2 separate regions of the Bombyx mori genome follow, and region 2 is linked to region 1. Evidence: chromatin contacts called from public Hi-C data. All regions are on one chromosome and are shown on one strand. Each heading gives the region's core, a stretch centred on a gene start, on an enhancer-like site or on the middle of the called end of the contact. The rest is flanking DNA. Distances are from core to core; before and after follow the strand shown. Region 1 holds the start of LOC101746171 (electron transfer flavoprotein subunit alpha, mitochondrial). Region 2 has its middle 6.3 kb from the start of LOC732994.

Evidence for each region. A called contact is a pair of places that touch in the nucleus more often than the background predicts.
Region 2: a Hi-C map of middle silk gland shows a contact between it and region 1, with 4 times the contacts expected there. The contact joins the enhancer-like site here to the promoter of LOC101746171 in region 1. A contact is called at or near these places in 3 of 7 Hi-C or Micro-C datasets (middle silk gland and whole pupa).

What each region holds. Positions count from the first base shown.
Region 1 is chr5:13,689,144-13,693,658 of ASM3026992v2, reverse strand. It overlaps LOC101746171 (electron transfer flavoprotein subunit alpha, mitochondrial), which reads right to left and starts at 2,835. Exons shown (of 7, transcript XM_038011255.2): 1 at 2,419-2,835; 2 at 2,046-2,186; 3 at 1,422-1,686; 4 at 845-1,060; 5 at 313-464. The coding sequence starts at 2,460.
Region 2 is chr5:13,851,502-13,856,348 of ASM3026992v2, reverse strand. No RefSeq gene overlaps it. Among protein-coding and RNA genes, the nearest start is that of LOC732994, 6.3 kb to the left of the region's middle. Within about 2 kb of position 3,263, at least 4 of the 8 cell types and tissues checked have open chromatin away from gene starts, as enhancers often do.

The sequences.
Region 1 (4,515 bases), core at 1,586-4,085:
CGACAATCTAAAACTAAATTCACAAAAGCTTTATATGACATATACATCTATGACATTTTACGACCATAAATCTACCACCTCAATTGATTTTTGTATGAAATTTGTTATATTATGAGCAAAAGAAGTTTCTTTCCAGTCGAAAAAGAAATACATTTTTTAAATAATTTGTATGCTTTTGTGTTAGGAATCATAAAGGAGTTCTATACACCCTGTATCTGTGACATTCTGATAGAGTTGTGTATTCAATGTCAAATCTAAAGTGTATGAGATTCAAAGAAAGCACACCTAATTAAATATAAATTTAATACTAACAGGAGCAACAATCTTGCCAGTCTGTCCAATCTGTAGGTCGTTGGGTACAAAGCCAGCATCGACAGCTGCACGAGAGGCACCCACGGCCGCATTCAACTTATCAGCTAGATCATACAACAACTTGAAGTTGTCACCAGACTTCAAGCCTCGTCCTGTCAAATAACAACATTACACTTTGAATAATTCTGATGTGTAATTTGAATATAATTTTGAAAAGTATCTTTTTATTATGTAGATGTGTGAGCACTCTTACAGGTCATCCACATAACAGAAATAGGCAGCATATTGGTATCTATCTATGAGGGTTTACAGTACAATAATAATGCAGTAAGATAATTGCAGTATTTTAGCAGAACCAGTAGAACCATTCGTTGCTTTTAAGACCTATAAGATAACGAGAGTTTAAATAGTGGAATTTTAGTCCTATGAATTCTACATTACATTAATTTTAAAGTTTCTATTAAATTAGACCAAGCAATTAAATTAAGCATTGATTATTTATTATTATTATTTTTTAACTATAATATCTTACCACCAGATACAATATTCTTAGCACTAGTGAGTTCTGGTCTGTCAGATTTGGTCAATTCCTGCTTTAAAAATTCAACCAGATCAGTCTTATAGTCGCCCTCAGGTGCTTTATCAATTGCTGCAGACCCTCCCTCCAATGGCTCTGCAGGGAATGCTGTGCCACGAACAGTGATGACCTTGATAGGATCTTTGGCCTCAAGGGTTAATATAGCGTTACCTAAAAATATCAATCAATTAATCATTAATTAACATTAATTTCAGTTGAACTAACAGACTGTTTTTATTACCTTCATAGGGCAATGAGCTTATGGCCCATGTGACATTTGAGTGACATTGCTGGCATTACATAAGGACGTTTGCCATTGCCCACCATAGAGAACACTCCCGAAGGCACATTTGAAAAATGAAATGTTTTAGAGCTCAAGGAATACCATGGAGGGAAGTTTGTTGAGGTTGATAAATTGTATAAAAGAGCTCTGGAAATACACTGAGCATAGAGCCAGAGGCTTTACAAAGATGTATGAATAATGAATGTAAAAATGATATATACAAAATGTACATGATCAATAGGACCTCACCAGCATAAATTGTTCTCACAAAGGTATTAGCATCCTTGATACCAATGATATCAGTTATTGGTGACACATCAAGCTTGGCCGCAACTCGTGGCAGCACCGTCTTTCCGAAAGCAGTTGCTGGTGCTAAGATATGAGTGAATTTGAACTGTTTTTGTGTAGCCAAAATCAGAGGAGTCAGGGTTTCAGCAGTAAAACCTTTAAAGACATCACTCTCAGCCACTAAAACTTTAGATATACCATTTGCCTTAGCAATGGATTCTGCAGCCTGAAAGAAGTCAAATTTAAAAGTTTTTTATTAGGAAAATGATAATAGTACAATTATAGGTAAGCTCTGCAATTAGTACTGACTGCACTGTCCCATGACATTACATTGTACTTAATATTTGATATTCTAGCAATTTTTAATATTTAAGTAACTCTACTTTAAATATGACATCCTTCACATACAATAGCTAATTACAGAACCATGGCATTCTATTACAGGATTCTGATTAAAATTGACTTGATATATATTCATATAACGAGATTACATAAGATGCCAATACTTATTATTAATTGGTTCCAAGACTAAAACCCGAAACTGTACTTATTGTTTGTTAAATTAGCTTCAAAATAAAAACATACAGGTCCACATTTGGTTCCAGCCACAAGCACTGAGACATCACCTCCAATTTTCTTGGCAGCATTCAATGTATTTTGGGTTGCTGGAGATAGTACCTCATTGTTGTGCTCGGCGAGCACTAAAGTACTTTGCAAACGACGCAGCTGAAATTAGAGTCGCTATTACAATTCAGTAATATATTAGGAAAATATATTTAAAAATGGGTCTAAATTACTTATGCACCTATTTATTTCTAAAATCCAATTGAACAATAATTATCATAACTCACATCGTGACCTCGACCCTTGAAATTAACATATAAGTTTTAAGACTAATCTCATCTAGAGGTTAATAATCTAAGTTTTAGGATCTCAATATAATAATAAAGTTTCCAACCTGTCCAGACAAAAATAAATGCCTGCTATTGGGTGCAAACATTTTGATAAGCAAGATTTTGTTCAGGAAATCTGTTTTTATTTATTAAATAATTTATTAAACTTAAATCTAGGTTACAAAGTCCAATGTTCAAAAATGACAAGAGGTTTTTATTTGATTCGTGGCTAAGACAAGCAAAGGGAACGAAGTGCATGCCATTTTGTAGGAAAAATAGAAGTCATGTTTATTAAATAAAATGTAACATTTAACGATTGTGCTGGTTGAGTTGATTAAATAATGAAATCAAATTGAATTATAATAGGTAAGATAATATAACAGCTGTGGGATGACATGAAATATATTAAACTCTCTTTAAAGCAGTAGAAATTTATTGAGATTTTATAGAACATGTTGACGTCCGCGTGGCGTTAAAGGCTTATTACACTTGGCTAAATTTACGACTGAATTCAGAAGCAAGTTAGAAACTTCTGATTACACTATTCTTAATTCAGTTACTGAATCAATTGCCAGCTTAAGCGCGACGAAGTTGGACGTGTCGTGTGTATAAGAGGATGGCCCTAGTATTGTCTAGACAACAAAAAATTGGTCTTGGCGTAGTCCTCGCTTTTCTAAATGCGTTTCTAATTAGGCTTCTTAATAATTTAGTCAGTCAGAAACCATCCTTGCTACTGAATTTAGTAGGCTAGCTTACTGAATGCTGTTACACTTCACTGAATTCAGTACCGACTAAATTCAGTCGACTAAATTTAGCCAAGTGTAATAAGCCTTTTATCCGAAAATTTAAAAAGTTACTTGAATCCGAGTTGTACTCGTGTTTTGCCGCGAGAGGTGAATGTGGCTCACTGAAGGTAAATGCAGTACACTATAACTCCTTACACAGATTTAACTCCTTACACAGATTTAACTAATTCGAAATTATGCAGACTAAAAAAATCTAATTTTGCTGAGTAGCACTATTTATTAGATAAAGCGTTGTCGTGAATCGTGATTTTAACTGTAGTCTAGTTCAGTTTCCATTGCGTGGATAACAGATATTAATAAAAACGCTTTTGATTTCACAATAAAGTTATTGATAAATTTCATAGACATATACCGTAAAATGGGGCGACTAGGGACAAATTCCAACTTTATGAGCAATTTTAAGATAGTTGTTGATGTATATAATGCTATATCAGGATCAAAATGATTGAGTCTTGGGGGCATCTTTGTTGTCTAATTTAAAATTATGCAACTAGCATTCCAGTTTAAGCAAAAAATGCAAAAATAGCTGTAATCCCTATTTACCCGAAAATTGCGGTTAATTGGGACGAAATGAGAAATTTGCTAGGGTTGGCACTACTTTCATTTTTATATATAGTTTTAATTAATTTATTTATTTAGTTGCACCAACAAAGTGATCATCAATAAAAAAAATTTAAAAACTGACAAAAGTACATGGCAGACATCACCTCAATTATAGGTGCAATCGATAGTGCTGATATTTCTATCTGGGTTAAGAGATTAGGTGTGTCGGTTATTCCATGGATTAATCAGATGAATACCCCCACTCTGAACAAATATTAAATATTTATTTTTCAAATATTAAATATATTACTTAGACATTTTTGTCCACCTTGAGATTTCATTGATCTTGTTACATGTCTCTGCAAAATCGACTTACTTATATTAAATTGCTTATCTATTTCAACTAAAGACTTATTCCCTATTTCGCTTCGAATAAACCAGATTTTTACCAACAAATTTAAAAAATATTGTTATAACTACATAGACAACCCTACAAACCTGTACCTATTTGTACTTAGGTCGTTTCCATTTCACGTATTCTCATCCCAATTGACCCCTTTGTCGTTGTTATTTGTACCTAAGACGTCCCCAATATCCCCAAAAACAACAGATTTTTACATATATTTTTATTTAATCAAATACATTAAAACCAATAACAACTGAGACTTACCTTTAATATATATGCTGGTTCAAACACTAAATAACGTTTATAAATCATAGTCGTCTTCTATTATTATCAAATAAATAAAAGAGAGCAAAGTTTCTAGCACTAAAATAATTACCACCACAGAAAGTTAATTTTGAAACGCGATT
Region 2 (4,847 bases), core at 2,014-4,513, 160 kb before region 1:
CTAGCGGCTGGTGCAAGTTGCTGGAGCTTGGGCTGGTGCTAGCGGTTGGTGCAAGTGGCTGGTGCAAGTGGCTGGAGCTAGCGGCTGGTACTAAAATGCTGGCGCTAACGGCTGGGGCTTGTTGCTAGAGCTAGCGGCTGGTGCTAGTTGCTGGAGCTAGCGGCTGGTGCTAATTGCTGGAGCTAGTGGCTGGTGCTAGCGGTTTGGGCTAGCGGCTGGTGCAAGTTGCTGGAGCTAGCGGCTAGAACTAGCGGCTGGTGCAAGCGGCTGGAACTAGCGGCTGGTGCAAGCGGCTGGAGCTAGCGGCTGGTGCAAGCGGCTGGTGCAAGCGGCTGGAACTAGCGGCTGGTGCAAGTTGCTGGAGCTAGCGGTTGGTGCAAGCGGCTGGAGCTAGCGGCTGGTGCAAGCGGCTGGTACTAGCGGCTGGTGCAAGCGGCTGGAGCTAGCGGCTGGTGCTAGCGGCTGGAGCTAGCGGCTGGTGCAAGTTGCTGGAGCTAGCGGTTGGTGCAAGCGGCTGGAGCTAGCGGCTGGTGCAAGCGGCTGGTACTAGCGGCTGGTGCAAGCGGCTGGAGCTAGCGGCTGGTGCAAGTGGCTGGTGCAAGCGGCTGGAACTAGCGGCTGGTGCTAGCGGCTGGAGCTAGCGGCTGGTGCAAGTTGCTGGAGCTAGCGGTTGGTGCAAGCGGCTGGTGCAAGCGGCTGGTGCAAGCGGCTGGTACTAAATGCTGGGGGCTTGTTGCTAGAGCTAGCGGCTGGTGCAAGCGGCTGGTATTAAATGCTGGCGCTAACGGCTGGGGCTTGTTGCTAGAGCTAGCGGCTGGTGCTAGTTGCTGGTGCAAGCGGCTGGTGCAAGCGGCTGGAGCTAGCGGCTGGTGCAAGCGGCTGGAACTAGCGGCTGGTGCTAGCGGCTGGAGCTAGCGGCTGGAGCAAGCGGCTGGAGCTAGCGGCTGGAGCTAGCGGCTGGAGCTAGCGGCTGGAGCTAGCGGCTGGTGCTAGGTGCTGGTGCAAGTGGCTGTAGCTAGCGGCTGGAGCTAGCGGCTGGTGCAAGCGGCTGGAGCAAGCGGCTGGAGCTAGCGGCTAGAACTAGCGGCTGGTGCAATCGGCTGGAACTAGCGGCTGGTGCAAGCGGCTGGAGCTAGTGGCTGGTGCAAGCGGCTGGTGCAAGCGGCTGGAGCTAGCGGCTGGAGCTAGCGGCTGGTGCAAGCGGCTGGAGCAAGCGGCTGGAGCTAGCGGCTAGAACTAGCGGCTGGTGCAATCGGCTGGAACTAGCGGCTGGTGCAAGCGGCTGGAGCTAGCGGCTGGTGCAAGCGGCTGGTGCAAGCGGCTGGTGCAAGCGGCTGGTGCAAGCGGCTGGAGCTAGCGGCTGGTGCAAGCGGCTGGTGCAAGCGGCTGGTGCAAGCGGCTGGTGCAAGCGGCTGGTGCAAGCGGCTGGTGCAAGCGGCTGGTGCAAGCGGCTGGTGCAAGCGGCTGGTGCAAGCGGCTGGTGCAAGCGGCTGGAGCTAGCGGCTGGAGCTAGCGGCTGGTGCAAGCGGCTGGTGCAAGCGGCTGGTGCAAGCGGCTGGTGCAAGCGGCTGGTGCAAGCGGCTGGTGCAAGCGGCTGGTGCAAGCGGCTGGTGCAAGCGGCTGGTGCAAGCGGCTGGTGCAAGCGGCTGGTGCAAGCGGCTGGTGCAAGCGGCTGGAGCTAGCCGCTGGTACAAAATCATAAAAATAATGGTAAAAAATCATAAAGGTAACATAATATAATCATAACTCGAAAACTATTAAAAATCGCGGAACATACATAGGGGTGATTCGGATACCCCACGACCCCAACCCTAAAAAAAAATTTAGGTCTCTCGTGAGAGACCTAAATTTTTTTTGGACGTCAATGATCCGGCCACCCTGTATAGGTCGAAATGCATTACTGCTACACGGCAGGGTGGTGGTACCTACCCGTACGGACTCACAACCACCAGGTTTACTTAGAACATGCTCACGAATGACTTTGATTATGAAGGAATATCGTGTTACTTAAACGAAATTCGCAAAAAATATAATTTACGTAATTACTAACGGTGGAGGGCTCTGTGAGCTCGCACGGATAGATACCGCCGTCCTGTGTGCTTAGTGCGAGTTTGCAACGATAACGACTTAAAAACCTGCCTATTTCTGCCGTGAAGCAGTAATGCGTTTCGGCTTGAAGGGTGGGGCAGCCGTTGTAACTATACTTGAAACCTTAGAACTTATATCTCAAGGAGGGTGGCGCTCTTGTACAATTGTACAATTTAATATCTACTTACAATTTACATAATGTTACAATATTTTAAAGTCAGAGGGATGTTTAAAATTTTAAGCTATGATTATTCTTATCTACAATGTAGGTTTGATGCCAAGCCTAATAAGTTATAAAAAATTTTCGTCTGCCTTCATCATAGACACTTCAGTGGCCTTCATAAAAGGATTTGAGACTAGACTTAATTGGGCTGTGAATTTGGCCCCCCCCCTTTTTTTGAATTTTTATTTTTTTTATTTTTATATATTTGGCCGTCATTTGTTCGTTAATGTTCGAATGTAAAAATTGTTTGTTCGTCTTTTATTTATTTATAATTAATTAAACAAATGATCACCGCTAAGTGGGCCCCCTTACTAGATATGTTTATTTTTATCGCTCAGATTTTGATCAATCAATTTTGATCAATTATCGTTTGTTCGACGACTATTGTTCGATCATAAAAACAATTAAATTCCCAATTATTAATTATTTTATATCTAGCTAGCGACCCGCCCTCGCTTCGCTTCGGAAACATTAAAACACACATGAAACAAAAAAAAAAAAATTAAAAAATTAAAAAAAAGCAGCCTATGTTCATCAGGGACAATGTCGGCTTCTAATGGAAAAAGAATTTTTCAAATCGGTCCAGTAGTTTTGGAGCCTATTCGAAACAAACAAACAAACAAATCTTTCCTCTTTATAATATTAAGTATAGATAAGCAAACCATCACCTCACGCCTACATTGCGCATGCGCCGGTTTTGTCAGTCAGCTGGCAATGGCCATAGATATTAAGTGTATAATCTATGGCCATAGATTATACACTTAATATTGGCAATGGCCGTATTTACTAGCGTTTTGTTAACAAGTGCGTTTATATATTATCGAGAAGTATCTTGATTGATATATATTACAAGGCTTCGTTTTTTTAATTTAATAATTAAATAAGCATAACATTTACTTACATACAGAGATTAATCTTTACATAGAAAGATTTTAGTACTAGGTAATTATTAGGTGACTAGCATTCACCCAACTTTAAATCATTGAGCATCGCGCCACCTACTGAAGAGTAGCAAAATATATTTAAATTCCTTTATTTAACAATAGATGGCGCCCTATTCCACATCGATAAACCATTTACAAAAATTAAGTTTAAGTTACAAATTAGTAGTGACTACTGAAAAAATTATAACTAGGTTACGAAGACAAATTTAATCAACGGTTCAAAGTATGTTTTAGCTTTTGGCTTTTGCAGACAGTACATTCTGCAACCCTTTTTAATATTTCTGCCGTGAAGCAGTAATGCGTTTCGGTTTGAAGGGTGGGGTAGCCGTTGTAACTATAGACTACTATAGAGTGAGACCTTAGAACTTATATCGCAAGGTGGGTGGCGCATTTACGTTGTAGATGTCTATGGGCTCCAATTACCACTTAACACATGGGCTGTGAGCTCGTCCACTAAATTTGATTCGAATGCTGAACATGATTTTAAGATATTTTCGTCAAACATATCAATTGGCCTTCTGACTAATTTTGAGTAATTTACGGTAGGCAGCAGGTTGGCTCTGCCCCTGGCATTGCTGACGTCATGGGCGACGGTAACAACTCACCATCAGGTGGGCCGTATGCCGGCCTGCCTACAAGGGCAATAAAAAAATATAAACGTAACTAACGAACTTTTTTTTTCTTTTTTTTATAGAGGGTTTTCTATCTAACGTACTTGATGTAATTAATGATCATGAAAACTATGAAAGTGTTTTAAATCAACAATATTTTTTAGATCTATTTGTATACCGCTCTTTATCATATATTACTGCTTTTGTGAGTTCACTATATTATTATGTCTACGGCTATATTAATTGCATTGACTGCTTATTTTACATAAGAACAGTTGATCACATAGCTCCTTGTGTTAATTGATTACCTAAGATCATACACGTAAATGTGGACGCCGCTCCGGAATTAAAGACTTTAGTCTTAAATAATTAATACGAGAATGTTTTATTTTATTTTAATTTATAGTTTTCTTACTTCTATTGTTATCATGTTATGTTTAGTTAAATAAGTTAAAATCTAACAGTAATAAAGGCTTATTTAATTATTATTTTAAGCCGGCACGTATGACTGGCGGACGGAAAAAGTTTGCCATCAGTAGCTACTAATATTTACGTTTGATCTTATTACACGATGTTCTTATGTCCAGAATAACACATTTGGCGCATTAGCTAATCAACCGGACAGATCATCGAGGACTTTATGATTTGTCATATAAAACCATTTTTTACAGGCTAGAGTCCCGTGAGCTCACCTACTCACTCGGTGAATCTTGTATGACCCCTTGAGGTCACTAGAATAGGAAGAAAAAAGGTTACGCATCGAGACTATAAAGAGATGAGTTTCACATCACCAGGGAGGGACTGGATTTTATGCTATCGGCAATGGCACATTTACTCCATTTTCAGTGACAGATGCATATTTTGTCATCATCATGGTGAAATGATGTTGATCAAATCACGCTGTGTATTTTAGATAAAATTTAATTTTGCGACTCTCTATAACAGCTTAGTAATTAGTTTATTTTGTGTATTCTTAAAGAT